3 separate regions of the Sus scrofa genome follow, and regions 1 and 3 are each linked to region 2. The links are chromatin contacts, called in public HiChIP or PLAC-seq maps. All regions are on one chromosome and are shown on one strand. The core of a region is the stretch at or near the end of the contact, and the rest is flanking DNA. Distances in the headings are between cores, read along the strand shown.

What was found. HiChIP or PLAC-seq counts read pairs in DNA pulled down with a chosen protein or histone mark.
Region 1: a contact with region 2 is called in an H3K27ac HiChIP or PLAC-seq map of skeletal muscle, with 14 times the contacts expected there. The contact joins the promoter of MTCL1 here to the enhancer-like site in region 2. A contact is called at or near these places in 2 of 5 promoter capture datasets (fetal skeletal muscle and liver), 32 of 47 Hi-C or Micro-C datasets (adipocytes, adipose tissue, alveolar macrophages and 17 more) and 2 of 2 datasets of contacts at active chromatin or transcription factors (alveolar macrophages and skeletal muscle).
Region 3: an H3K27ac HiChIP or PLAC-seq map of skeletal muscle shows a contact between it and region 2, with 4 times the contacts expected there. The contact joins two enhancer-like sites. A contact is called at or near these places in 3 of 47 Hi-C or Micro-C datasets (brain, embryonic fibroblasts and epiblast stem cells) and 2 of 2 datasets of contacts at active chromatin or transcription factors (alveolar macrophages and skeletal muscle).

The regions. Positions count from the first base shown.
Region 1 is chr6:99,176,941-99,181,592 of Sscrofa11.1, forward strand. MTCL1 (microtubule cross-linking factor 1) reads right to left here and starts at 1,630. Exons shown (of 16, transcript XM_021096066.1): 1 at 1,354-1,630; 2 at 498-1,351. The coding sequence starts at 1,528.
Region 2 is chr6:98,949,463-98,953,923 of Sscrofa11.1, forward strand. No RefSeq gene overlaps it. Among named protein-coding and RNA genes, the nearest start is that of NDUFV2, 99 kb to the left of the region's middle. Within about 2 kb of position 1,254, at least 10 of the 83 cell types and tissues checked have an H3K27ac peak or open chromatin away from gene starts, as enhancers often do. A contact at or near this core is called in adipose tissue, fetal skeletal muscle, retroperitoneal adipose tissue and 2 more, where this site is marked.
Region 3 is chr6:99,087,755-99,092,281 of Sscrofa11.1, forward strand. MTCL1 (microtubule cross-linking factor 1) reads right to left here. Exons shown (of 16, transcript XM_021096066.1): 9 at 3,974-4,156. Among named protein-coding and RNA genes, the nearest start is that of MTCL1, 89 kb to the right of the region's middle. Within about 2 kb of position 1,682, at least 3 of the 83 cell types and tissues checked have an H3K27ac peak or open chromatin away from gene starts, as enhancers often do. A contact at or near this core is called in skeletal muscle, where this site is marked.

The sequences.
Region 1 (4,652 bases), core at 380-2,879, 230 kb after region 2:
GGTCCCAGGGAAGACACGCAGGGGCCTGGCTTTCTGCAACTGCGGGAGAAGTGGCCTGCAGGTCTGCGGCCTGGGCCCCCCGCACCCTCCGGAACCCACAGTCAGCCCACCGGGCCGGGACCAAAGCTCTTCTGCCCGGGACAACCCGCTCCCACAGGTGAGGGTGGGGTGGGGAGGTCCACTGTGAATCCCAAAGGACTATAGCCGCCTCTCTAATCCACGCGGCCCATCAACGGGGCAAATAGACCAGAGGAAAGAAGCGAGACTTGTAGAAACAAGCTAAGTGGGTTGAGAAGCTGCCCGGACCCACGAGTCTCGCTGCTCCTTCCAGAAGTTTTGGCTCAAGTTCCCAAGACCTGGGGTGTGCAGGGACAGGAAAGTGAAAAGCAGTAGGAAAAAAAGCGCTTTAGGGACCCGGAAGGAGGCGAGCGTGAGTCCCCGCCCGCACCCGACCCCGGGGTCGCCTCCGGTACACCTGCGGCGGGCGAACTGCGCACCTTGAGATAGTCGTTCTCCGAGCGCAGCTCCTCCATCTCCCGCAGCAGCTCCTCCTCCTCCGCCGCCTGCACCAGCCGGGGCTGCTCGCCCTGGCCGCGCTCCTTGGGGGTCCCAGGGACCATTCGCTCCAGCGGCGCGCGCCCCCCGGCATCCTCCACAAGGACCCCACTCGGGCTGCTCCGTCCCGCAAGGCAGGCGCTGGCGGCGGTGGGCGCGGCGAGAAGGGCAGGGGGCTCCGGGCTGCCCGGCGGCGCCCCCCGAGCTGCGCGGCTTGTTGCGGGAGCTCCTCGCAGGGGTTCCCGGTCGCTGGAGCCTGTGCCGGACTCGGCGTCGCTGCTGGCGGCAGGGAGTAGGCGCTGCTCGTCTGACAGGGGGTCGGATGGGCAGTCGGAGAGGTCGGAGCTGCTGTCGGTGTGGCTGATGCGCGAGCCGGGGGCCGGCGAGCCGGCCACGGAGGTCACGGCGAGGATCACGGCCGGGACCGGGACGGCGGGGACCAGGGGCCCGGTGGTGCGGGCGGGAGCCGCCCCGGAGCCGCGTTTGGCTTTTCGGCTCTTGGCAGCGGCGGACGGCGGCTCGGCCCCGGGAGGCGGCTTCCCTACCCGGGGCAGCGGCTCGGCGGGCACCGCGCGCGCCGCCCTCCTGGGGCCCGGAGCGGCCTTGGCGCCGCCCGCTGCCCTGGCCCCGGCGCCCGGCGGCGGCTTGTCCTTCGCGCTAGGGGCGCCGCCGCTGCGCCGGGAGAGGCGGCCGGGCGCGGCCAAGGGCCCCGGCGAGGGCGGCGCCTTGCCCGCGAGGCTGGGCGAGCGCGGGGCGGCGGGCGCCGCGGCTCGGCCCGAAGAGGGGGCGACCGGGCTGGGGCCGCAGGCCGCCCGTGCAGGTCCTTGAGAAAGGGTCTGGCAGGCGAGGGCGCGCGGTGCAGCCGCCTCCGCTCGGCCAGCGGGTGGAGGTGGTGGTGGCGGTGGTGCTGGCTGGGCGGCTGCGGCTTAGCGTCTGGGGCGCCGCCGCCCGCGGGGCCGTTCAGCGTCTCCATGGCCGGGGCCCCGGCGGCGAGCAGCAGCTCGGGCGGCTGATGCTCCAGGCGGCGGCGGCGGCAGCGGCGTGCAGCCTCCCCGCGCGCCCGCTCATCACTGTCCGCCAGCCCCGCCCGGTCTGCGCCCGGCGCTCCCGCGCCGCCGCCGTCCCCCGCACCCGGGCCCCGAGGATCCCCACGGGCTCGCAGCCGCCGTCGCCTGGCTGTCTCCCCCGGCTGAGGTCACTGCCGCTCGCGTTCTCCCGGCGCGGCGGCGCGGCGGCTCCCTGCCGCTCGCATCCCCTGCGCGCGGCGCGCCGGGCTCGCACACCCTCTCCCGTCCGGCGGCGGCGCTGGCGGCGCGCTCCCAGCTCCTGCGCCCGGCTCCCCGCCCACGGCCGGCCGGCTCCCCGCAGCGCCGCCCGCTCGGGCCTGCGCCCCCCCTTCTCGCTCCGGCCCGCCGCCGGGTGCGCATGTTCCGCCTCCCGTCAGCCGGCGCCGCGGTGGGGGCGGGGTTGCGGCTCCAGCTCTCTCCGCCCCGGGACCCTCTTCCTTTCGGAGGCCCAAGGAGACAGTGCAGGACCCAGGGGAGGGAGGGGGAGGGGCTGAGGTAAAGTGGGGCCCGGGGGCGGGCACTGCCCTCTGGGGTGGGAATAGACCGCAAGGCTGGGCGGGCCCCTCGGCGGGGCGCGCCTTGGGGCGCCCGCGTTCGCTGGGTTGAACAAGGACCCTCATGGGCCTTGTTCCAGCCCTGCCTCCAGGGCCCCCTTAGTTTTGTCCTGCCGGCCTCTCCAGCTGTGCAGTGGTAGCCACACTCCTTTAAGGACTGCTGGTTCCCAGCGCAGCTGTCTGTCGCGTGCAAAGACTCACAGTGCTCCACAGTTGGCACCCCCAGTGGCCTCTGGAGCTCAGAGGAGGAGCTGCTGTCGGAATAGTGTAAGCTTAGGGTCAGAAAGGGAACTCACGTTTACAGCGTGGGCTGCGAGTCAGGCCCTCTTAGACACTCCCCAGGCCCGGTTTCATTTAATCAGCGTAACAAGTCCAACTCGGAATTACTACTGTCTTCTTTGAGGATGAGGATGTGGGTGAGGGAGGTGAAGACAGTGGTTGTAGCCCTGTGTGCTGGCGGCGTCACAGGCCCCATCCCCACACGCTGAGAAACCGGAGCTTGAATGCCCATCCTGCTGCCGGAGAGGCTATAATATGAGCCACGGGCTTTTCAAGCCTCTGTTCCCGCCCTGTATAATTAGAAAATACTTCCACCTGAGTTTTGTGCGGCCTCAGTAGTATGAGAAAACGCTATAAACTGTAAAGTGCTTTTCAATATCATTGAGTGCAGTTTTTGTCCCAGGTGTTGGAGTATAACAGGGAAGAACCTTTGTATAGTAATCACTAAAGAGAGGTTGTCTAAAAGCTTAAATTATACCTAATGGCCCATCCTGGGAACACTGCTTCCCAGGGGATGTGCTTTAAGCTAAAACACTGCAAAGGCACATCCTGACCAGGCCCACCTGTGAATGGCCTCGGGAAGGAAGAAGTTAACACATCCCCTCCTGAACCAGGACTCTACCCCTCCCCCCTTCGGTGTAAAAGAAGCCTGAATGCTCCTTGGGGAAGATTGTTCTTGGGGGCATTAGGCCACTGTCTTCTCGGTCTGCCAGTTTTCCCAGTAAAGTCGCTGTTCCCTGCCCCAATAACGAACGTCTTGTTTCATGGGCCTGCCGTGCTTAAGCATTATGAGCTTGGACCTCTTAACAGGATGGTGGGCAATACTCAGAGGAGAAGGGCCAGGCTGCCTTCTAGACTTGGCTTTGCTGGGAGGCAGAGGCAGGCTGTGCTTATAAGTTGCTGGAGTGGGCTCGGACCCTGAGCCCAGAAGGACAGACTGGTCTTTTGGGTCCATGCCCAGGACCTGCTAGGACAGAGGCTACAGGTGAGAGGACTCCAAATCCTGAGGGTAATTTGGACACTGTCCTAGAGGCTGGGGGAGCCTTTGGGGAATGCTAAGCAAGACTGATCTTTCCTGCTTAGAAAGATCCCTAAGAAGACGGAGCTGGTGACAGGGGGCAGTTAGTGGTTGGGGCCATACACAAAGATGAGAGCAGTGGTAGTAGTAGGGAAAAGGGGACAAACTTTTGAAGATAAAAGAAAAATAGAACCTATAAGGGGAAAAAAAATCTGAAAAAGAATATATATGTGTAACAGAATCCCTGTGCTGTATACCTGAAACCAACACAAGACTGTCAATCAATAAATATACACATTAAAATAAAATATAAAACATGGAAAAATAGACTCCAAATTCTGGGATCTTAACCTTAAATCACCTTACTTGCCCACCTCCTTCAAAAAATGCAGGATAAAGTCATCATTGACACAACATTTAATAAGACCACAGCCATTTCTCATGGGGTATTTGGAGGAAAATGGCATTGGTGGTGACAACCCTGCAGAAAGGCTGACAGGTGCCCTGCCCCCAGCCCCGTCCAGCCAGCTGCCCCTAGAGGGCGCTCGGACGCTCCTGTCCAGCAGCAGATTGATCAGAAAGCGGCGTTGTGCTGCCTGCAAACTCTAGGACCCTCTCCTCCACATACCTCCAGGGACCCAGACGTCTTCAACACGCTCACATTTTTCAAGAATTATGTCCAGAACAAGCTCCTCACACCACATATAATCATGCAAAAGACCAGCTCAAATGTTTCAGTAAGCTAGTCTCCCTACAATATTAGCCAAGTGACCATAACTTATAGGCAGCTTCCTTTCCCTCAGGTCAAAGTCAAAGCCAGTGCCCTGAATGATTAGCCCGGCAATTGTTTCCCGTGGCCCCAGGCAAGGAGGCGTTTGTTCAGCCCTGCTTTGTTCCTGGAAGTCTGTGAATTAATACACAGATAACTGCTTGCACCATAGATGTTTGTACAGTCACAGGTGAGTTTAAAATAATGTTTCGCTCTTGTTAAATCAAGTTAGTCTGGGAGGAGGGATAAATTGGGAGGTTGGGATTGGCATATACACACTCCTGTACACAGAATTGATAAGGACCTGACCACATAGCCCGGGGAAATCTATTCAGTACTCTGATAGCCTATACGAGTAAAGAACCTGAAAAACAATGGATGTAGAATATTTATTTATATTTATATTTATA
Region 2 (4,461 bases), core at 4-2,503:
TTAAATCTGATTTGAATTCTTCATATATATTTTTTAAAAGGATACCTAAACTTGGCAGAATTCTTGGGGGGTACAGGGAGTATGTGAAATATAAGAAGATGTAGTCAGGTACAGGGCCAGAGTGGTTGCTGGATTTGAGGGCTGTGAGTCTGCCAGGAGCAGGAGGTGGGTGGGGGATACAGGGGACTTATGAGAGATGCTGACCCCGACCTGGGTCTTGAAGGACGAAAGGACCCTTGTTTCCCTTTCCATGCCAGCACAGGTGTCGGGGATAAAACCCAGGATTTGGTTTGCTTGTTCGTTTTCTTTTTGGCCACCTTGCCACATGTGGAGCTCCTAGGCCAGGGATCAGATCTGAGCTTCAGTTGTGACCTACACCACAGCTACGGCAATAGCAATGCAGGATCCTTTAACTCACTGTGCCCCTCGGGGATCGAACCGGCATCCCAGTGCTGCGGAGATGCTGCTGATCCCGCTGTGCTACAGCAGGAACTCCAAAAACCCGGGATTTGGGATCCTTCTTCCCTTACTGGCTTCTCCACTGAACATAAAAATGGTGCTTGCAGAACTTTAAAACATCTCTGGTATTCCTCTTTAAAAAAACCACTACTCTTTTCTAGATTTTCCCCCTAAATAGGGCAGATCTGCAAAGATGGAAAGAAGAGGAAATACTAAAAATAACTTTCCCCAATTAGTGGTAGCCAAACGCATATGGGAAGACGGAAATAGTTTGCAATCGCCGAAAGAGAAACTGTGAAATCGGGAGCAATTAGACAGCCGCCCCCCCACCCCCCTTGTCCTCAAGACACTGTGGGACAACGTGGTCCCGACATATGCCGGGGCTCTGGGCAATGATTTTTTTTTTTTTTTTTTTTGAACTTGTAGACAAGGAGGCACTGACTCTGAAAACACTGATGTGTGTGATTTTTTTCTCCATCCCTGTGTGCTGGGTTTCTTCCTGGAAAGCCAGAAACTCGGCTTCACGCAACAGAGACTCTAGGGCGGGAGTGTGATCAGCACTGCACGTTTCGGGAAGCCCAGAGGCTGGGCCCGGCTGCTCCTTCACAGCTGGCAGGGATTTTGTTTTCGACTCAACTGTGGAGTAGAGCCACCTGTGCGGGCCTGGGCACCGAGGGGGTACCTGGGAGGCCGCCAGGACCAGCTTGCCCGGCGCAGCGATCCAGGCTTTGGCCCCGCTGACCAGCTGGTTACCCTGCCTTGGAAACTCAGCTGCCGCTCAGCCAGTTGGCGGGCCTCCTGCCAGGCCTGCGTCCACAGGCAGGGAGGGTCAGCAGCTGCGACCACGGGGCCGCAGACCCCCAGGACGGGCGGCCAGCTCCCCTGTCCTTTGATGGTCAGATATTCACGTTTCTCTTCCGTCTCCTACTCTCGGCGCAGACATGGAAGCCGCACACACCCGAAGACATGGTGGTTGGTAAAATCCCGCCCTGCTCTGTGCCCAGCAATAGCCAGGGCCGCCCCGAGGCCCACACTGCCCGGCGCACCTCCAGGGGTGAAGGGGTCAGGCCTGGCTCGGCAGGGCCTTGGGGACCTCCGTCCGTCGGACAGACCGGACTCGGACAACCCGCAAGGCTGTCCTTCGCTGTGAACCTGGCCTCTGCCCACACCTGTCACCACTCTCTTTTCCTTTCTTCCACTGACTCTTAATTTCCCATCTGCTCACCCCCGATCTGCTTCTGTCCTTGAACGACCTGCAGGCCAGGATCCTTCCGCCCGGAGTCCTGTGTCCATTCCCCTGCTTCCGGCACCGGCGCTGAGGGACAGACGCTGCCTCTCCCCACCCCCTCCTCCAGCAGCCCCTGGTCAGAGAGCCTTACCTCCCTGGGGGGATTCTGATCTGGAGATGCAGGCCGGCTGCCTGGAAGGCCCTGCACACCTTGCAAGACAGACTCCTCTGGTTCTGAGACTTGTTTTCTTTGATGCCTCTACTTGGCCTGCTCAAGGCTGAAGCTCCCAGACTGACCTCTTTGCTCCTGCCTGCTAATCAGTTTCCCCAAATCTATAAACCCAGACTCACTGTGCTTACCCCCTCTGCAGCTCCTCCTCCAGAACTAACAACCTTTATTTATTTACTTATTTTCCTTTTTAGGGCCACACCTGCAGCATGTGGAAATTCTTGGGCTAGAGGTCTAATGGGAGCTGCTGCTGCTGGCCTACACCACAGCCACAGCACTGCAGGATCCAAGCTTCATCTGCAATGTACACTGCAGCTCACGGCTCCCTAAAATCCTTAACCCACTGAGTAAGGCCAGGAATCCAACTGCATCCTCATGGATACTATGTTGGGTCCTTAACCTGCTGAGCCTAGACAGAAACTCCAGACTGATTGATGGATTGATTGATAATTAATAACCTTTTAGTAACAGAACTGTTGCGATTTCACAATTTGGTGAATAAGGGCACACATCTGCCCTGAGGCCCCGCCCCACCCTGAAAGCCTGAGACTCTGTGTGTCTGAAGCACCCCTCCCCACCGGCCCCGGAAAGCCTGAGACTCTGTGAGGACAATGGCCTCATGGAGCTTGAGTGTCTGGTTCAGAGAAAGAGGAATATGATCCAAAGGCAGGAGAGGGCTAAAGATGGCATGAGGGAGACAGGAACAGAGGTTCTTGGAGGAGGAGCTATCACTTTGGTGGGAGTGAAGGAACGTGTGAGTGGCGGGGCCTGGGCCCGGGGGACCCACAGGGTTGGAGTCCCAGCTTCAAGGTCGAAGTACCTCACTACTGCCTCAGCTCCCTCGACTGTCAGATGGAAATGTCATTCCTGCCTTGCAGGACTGTCATGAGAATTACACAAACTTATCAAGCCCTTGACACATGGTAAATATGGAATTAACAGAAGCTATTGTAGAGTTCCATGGAGGAGCCAGACTATGACCACATGGATATGGACACGTCATGTGGCGTGTTCCTGCAGGTGTGTGGGACTCAGAGCTAAGGCAGGCACAGTTCTTGCCAGCAAAGAGCCTCTAAAGAAGTGACAGAGCCTATTCGTTTGAGTGGAGACAACTTAAGAGATGCCAGTCCTCCGTGATACCTGTTTTTTCTATTTCCCTTCAAATGCATAGGCCTTGAAAACAACTATCAAAGTAAGTTCCAGTGGAAAAAGAAAAATCACACAGGTGTACGTTGTGGGGAGGCCTGTGGACTCTGGGTCTAAAGGTCCCACCTGTAGATGGGAAATGACTTAGGTGCGCTGCGACAGAGGTTCACTCAGAGAAGCACTTCTCCCCATGACCGCCAGGTGGCAATAGACGCACACAGAAGCAGCGAGAATGTCCTTCCTCTGCCGTCTGCTTGTCTGCAGCAGCCTCCCCCACCCCCAAACACCTACGTGGCCACCCTCTCCCATCTTCCTGCCTTTCTCCAAATATTTCCTGAAAGACTAATAATGTGCCTCAGGCCCGCACTGGCACTAAGGAGCAGAAATGCATGGAAAGTTCTGTAGAAACACCCGATCTTACACACAGCTTTAACCTGCCCGGTTGTCACGTCTGAGAAATGTCCATCTGTTCAGATAAAAGCCCATCAAACTCATACCTGGCCTTGGCTGGGGAGATGGTCCAACAGCACTGTCTGTACGTTGCCTACCTGGAACACCTCCGGACACCTGGGACTAAGGGAAGAAAAGCAAGATGGTCTGAAACATGTTTGTCACCAGGTGTTGTCTTCAACCCAAAGGATATTTCTGGAGTGCTCGGTCTGTGCAGGGCACAGCGCCACGCAAGTGAGGAATTAGGACAACTGGCCAAGGGCAGAAGCATCATGAGCACTGGTGTGGCACCTGGACCAGAACAGTGGGGGTGGAGAAGAGAGAAAAGATGGGGAGTGAGGTTCCCCGCCCCCTTGTTTCATGTGGCTTTATTAATGGTCCATGTCAGCCAGCCGGTTTCTGGGTAATTGGGTTTGACTTATCAGCCTGGAGCTGACTGACATTCAGGGGAAGGTTGAGCTTGATTGAATCACAGTGAATTTTACATGTAGGGTTTTATAAACTGTGGGTCCCCTTTGACCTTGGCAAAGGGCATGTTTGGGGGATGTGAAGTTTGTTAGTAGAACAGTGGTGCAATGTATAAGAAAGGTGTGGGCTCAGGACCCTGGCACTTCTGAGTCCAACTTCCTTACTCCCCATGGACTTGGGCTGACACCTCAGACATGGAGGACAGGGCTTGTGGCAGATTCTAGTGTGGCCCAGAGGCTTCCCGCCCCTGGTGAACATGCCTGGGTAATCCCAAGCTCGGGGGTGGGGTGGGGCTGCAGGTGTGGTGGGATCAGGCCCCTGGTTATCTCACAGTGGACAGCAGAGGTGGGGGCCTCTGCAGCAGTCATTGAGGTACCAAATCAGTTCCCAGGTGGGCCTGACCTAATCAGGCAAAGGAGGGCCCAGCGGTCAGACAGAAGCCAGGAAGAGTCTCCTGAGGACCCTGTTGTGCAAAAGACCA
Region 3 (4,527 bases), core at 432-2,931, 140 kb after region 2:
AGCTTATTAGCAAACTTATCAGCTTATTTAGATCACACGTCACACTCTGAAAGGTATGGTGCAAACTGTTAGCTCGGGGCTGCGAGAATATTTCCTCAGGTTCCTTTCAGTACCTGTGACTTTCCACCTTCTACACGTGCTATTTTCACAGTAACAGAAACAAACAAAAATACACAGCAGAAATCAAACGTTTCCTAATCATGAGCTCTGGTCTGGTTCCTTTCATACAGAGCTGCACGTCTCCCAGGCAGGCTGTAAAGCTGCAGAGTCTGAAGGATAAATCGTGGTACGACATACAAAAGTGCAACATATGAAAGTGTGACGTAAATGTCAACGCCACCTAGGCTCAGGAGGAGCAGGAGGAGGGCACATCACAGCTCTGATGTGAGAAGTGCCCCTTCTAGAAGTTTCTGCATTTTGGGCAGAGCAGAATAGAGGGGCTGCTCGGTACCAGGCAAGTCCAAGGAGCCAAGGCACTCTGTCCACAGGGGAAAGGCTGACTTTGACTTTGATGGGCCCTGAGTTAGCCACAGAGGTTGAGGGAGCAGAGTCTACTGGTCCTGGGGCTGCATCCTGAGGGATTCCTCGGTGACCGGTGGCCGTGGCAGACAAACATGAAATGTAACTGCAAGGATCTCACTCTGGAAATTACATTTGGTTCTTCGCATTTACATACTTTAATAAAAAGTATTGCATCACATCCCTGAGTGGAAAGTTGCTTCTCTTTTAATAAAGTAGTCCAATTCTGGGAAGACTGGCTGATGGAACCACAGGGTCATACTTTCGGCACTATAGCCATCTGTGTTTAAAAACCTGATTTCAGGAATTGGAATGAGTAGAAAACACGTCCATGGCCACAGGAATGCTGGCCTCACCTTCGCACTGTGGCGGGCTCTTCGAGGCGGCTGCGTGAGCTGAAAGCACTTTCGATTCCCAGGACAGTCGCTCCCTGCCGCCCGTCAGCCAATGAAGTACATTCACAGAACCAAACATTTTCTAACCTGAGGTTTTCTTCTGAACTACTTCCATGGTCAACCTGATATATATAACTTTTTTAATTTAGCAAATATTAAACTCCTACGTGATGCTAAACCTGGTCTAGGTGCCAATCACTGGTGATCAAAACCACTAACCAGAGAGTTCCTGTTGTGGCTCGGCAAGCTAAGAACCCCACCAGTATCCATGAGGATGTGGGTTTGAGCCCTGGCCTTGCTCCGTGGGTTAAAGGATCTGGCGTTGGTATGGCTGTGGCGTAGGCCTGCAACTGCGGCTCTGATTCGACCTCTCGCCTGGGAACCTCCATAGGCTGCAGGTGTGACCCTAAAAAGGAAAAAAAAAAAAAACCTAGCCAGGTGTAATTTTTTTTCTAACCTCTTTTGATGTGATAAATGTTGCCATCCACTGTGTTCAACTGTGAAACTGTTCCATGTGACACAAAGAAGGCCTGGGAAATTTTGTTACTTGTGAATTTATCCTTGGGAAAGAAGTCAGGCCACGTTTCCCATTCTGTTTATCATCTTGGGAGGTTCGCGGGAGGTTCTCGGGAGTTTCCGAGAAGGTGCGGCTCTGCTGGGCAGCCCCAAGACACGTGCTCGGCTCTTTCGTCCAGGCCACTGGCTGGCACCCACACGGCCTCAGGGCAGAGACCTCCTCCCCCAGAAGAGCTCTCCCAGGAGCCAGCTGTCGAGTACAGTAGAGCTCATTAATCTTGTCCTCGGACGGGTGGCTCCTGACTGCCATGGAGAGAGGGGGCCAGTAAAGGCACATCTGATTCTGCTTGTCTGGATTCTAACCCTGTTGGCCCATCCACGTGCCTCCCGCTCATATGGCACAAAGTAGAAACTCGCGGGTCCATCTGCGCCTTCAAGGGGAAGAGCTGAGAAGTTAGCAATGGCAGGAGGAGGCAGAAAAGAGAGATGACATTAAAGTACGCGGCACGTGAGAGTCCAGCTGAGTGACTTCACATTATTTTTCATCTCACGGGGTAAAATTTTCCATGACTATTGTTTGAGAAACCAGATGTGTTACATTTTTTCCCTCTTTTCCAAATGATTTGGATGCATGCGTGGGAAACACCCAGCACACGGTCTCAGGGACAGTGGGTTCTTGGCACAGTGGCAACTAAGGGATACTGTCTGAGTTAATCACAGACACTTAGTAGGACTGATTGACAACGTCTCTTTTAAAAATAAAAAAACTGGGAGTTCCCGTCGTGGCTCAGTGGAAACCAATACGACTAGGAGCCATGAGGTTGCGAGTTCAATCCCTGGCTTTGCTCAGTGGGTTAAGGATCCCATGTGGCCGTGAGCTGTGGTGTAGGTCGCAGACACGGCTCAGATCTGGTGTTGCTGTGGCTGTGGTGTAGGCCGGTGGCTTCAGCTCCGATTGGATCCCTACTAGCCTGGGAACCTCCATATGCCGCAGGTGCAGCCCTAAAAAGCAAAATAAATAAGTAAATAATTAATTAAAAAACTGGTAGATTTGAAAGGATTGTTTGCAAAGTTGCACTTTATTTTCTAACTTGATTTGCGCTGGAAACTCGTCCCATGAGCTAAAATCTCCCCTTGGACACTGGCATCACCACAAACATCCTAATCACTGTCATTAAAAGGCCCCTTGAAAGTAACCTCTTTCTGGAGTCCTATGACTTGGGGAAAGTGACGCGTGGGTGCATATGAGGAGAAAATGGGTCTGTGCCCATGAAGACCTGGGTGCACACAGAGAGAAGCCCTGGAGCAGACACACACTTCCCAAAGCCCTGAGCTCAGGCGGCGCCACTTTCGTCACTTGGACCTGAGCCTGGGTCCTGCTGACACTCGTCTGCTGGCGGCGCTCTGAGGCTCCGGGCCGAGGGAGGGGCCGCAGCTGTGGAGGCCAGTGTGGGGGGAGGCCCCAGGGTGCTGCTGGCTGAGGGGCTGCAGCTGCGCCCGGGGTCCACCCCGCCCGCGCCTCGCCCCAGGGCTAGGCTCTGCCGAGGGACCCACAGAGAAGCAGAGAGGGTGTGTAGGGACTCAGACCGGGAAGTTCAGAAGCAGCAAAGCTCTAGCCTCTCGGGGTCTCCACGCCCCAAACCCAGCTGCCATTTTGTGCAGCAGCGCAAAAGATCCGAGTGGCATCATCACTCGGCAGGGCCTGCCTGCCTATAATAAATGAGACCTTCGACAACACGAACAATTACTGGTTTCTACACTGAAACCCCATCTCTCTCTATATGCGCTTTAAGGTTTTCTGAAGTGTCGTTAAATACTTTTGGTTGGGACATTATGTGTTATGTGGCTTAAAAAGAACCTGGAACATGGAGTTCCCACTGTGGCACAGCGGAAACAATCTGGCCGGAATCCATGAGGATTTGAGTTCAATCCCTGGCCTCCCTCAGTGGGCTGGGGATCCAGCGTTGCCATGAGCTGTGGTGTAGGTTGCAGACGCAGCTTGGATCCCACATTGCTGTGGCTGTGGTGTAGGCCGGCAGCTGTAGCTCCAGTTTTGACCCCTAGCCTAGGAACCTCCATATGCCGTGGGTGCGGCCCTACAAAGCAAGAGAAAAAAAAAAAAAGCTTGGAATGCTCTATATGTACTTTTGGGGAATAAATACAATGCTGGGTCTTCCCTCCTGTGCTCTGCATTTTGCCAATTTAGAGAGGCTGCTAATGTCCACTCAGTAAACCACAAAAAAAAGCCCTAAGTTCTTTCCCAGGCCGTGGTCACGGCGCTGCCTTCTCAGAAGGATGGTCAAACTTCATAAGGCACAGGCCACTCTCTTCAACACCTTTTTTTTCCTCCTTTAGAGGGACACTCACTGGCCTTGAGGGGACCCTCTTGATGTGATCTTACTGTGTCCTTAGTTATGTGTATAGCCAAGCAAACCAATCTCCTGCTCCCTGGGATACCAGCAGGTGACCTGGTGACATAAGCAGACCAGGGGTCTCCTCTCCAGGGTGGGGGCCAGTCAAGGGGCCGTGACCTCGATACCCACCTGCCTGTGTGGCTGTCCCCCGTCTGTGGGCTGCAGCCATGATCCATGCTCAGCAATCTGCTCCCCCAGCGAGAAGCCACAGCCTGGCCCGTCATCATCTTGGTCTGGACCATCCAGCTTGGGGTCCCCCTGGACCCCAAGCTCCCCGAGCCTGGGAAAGGTCTCTGGAAGCTCGCTCTGAAACTGAAAGAGAGGATGATCACAGCTCCACCCCAATCCTGTTACCCTGCAGCTGGATTTTCAGCGACGGGGAAATTACCCATTTCAGAGGTCAAGTCTTCGCTTCCCAGCCCTTTCCCCTCACAGGCTCACTGTGGTCATTTCACTTACTGGCCCCTTTCTCCATTTAAATTGCATGGAAATTTATTAGAAAAGATTAGAAGTTTTACTACTTATCAACTATTTTGATAATGAAAATTTTTACCCTTTATAAGTTATCACTGCTCACAGATATGGTTTTAGAAATCAGAGAAAGACGAACGCCAAAGTCCTGATCAACAGAAAACTTGACCAGTATCTCTGAGCTTTGTGTGCTTAACGATGGTTTTCTAGGT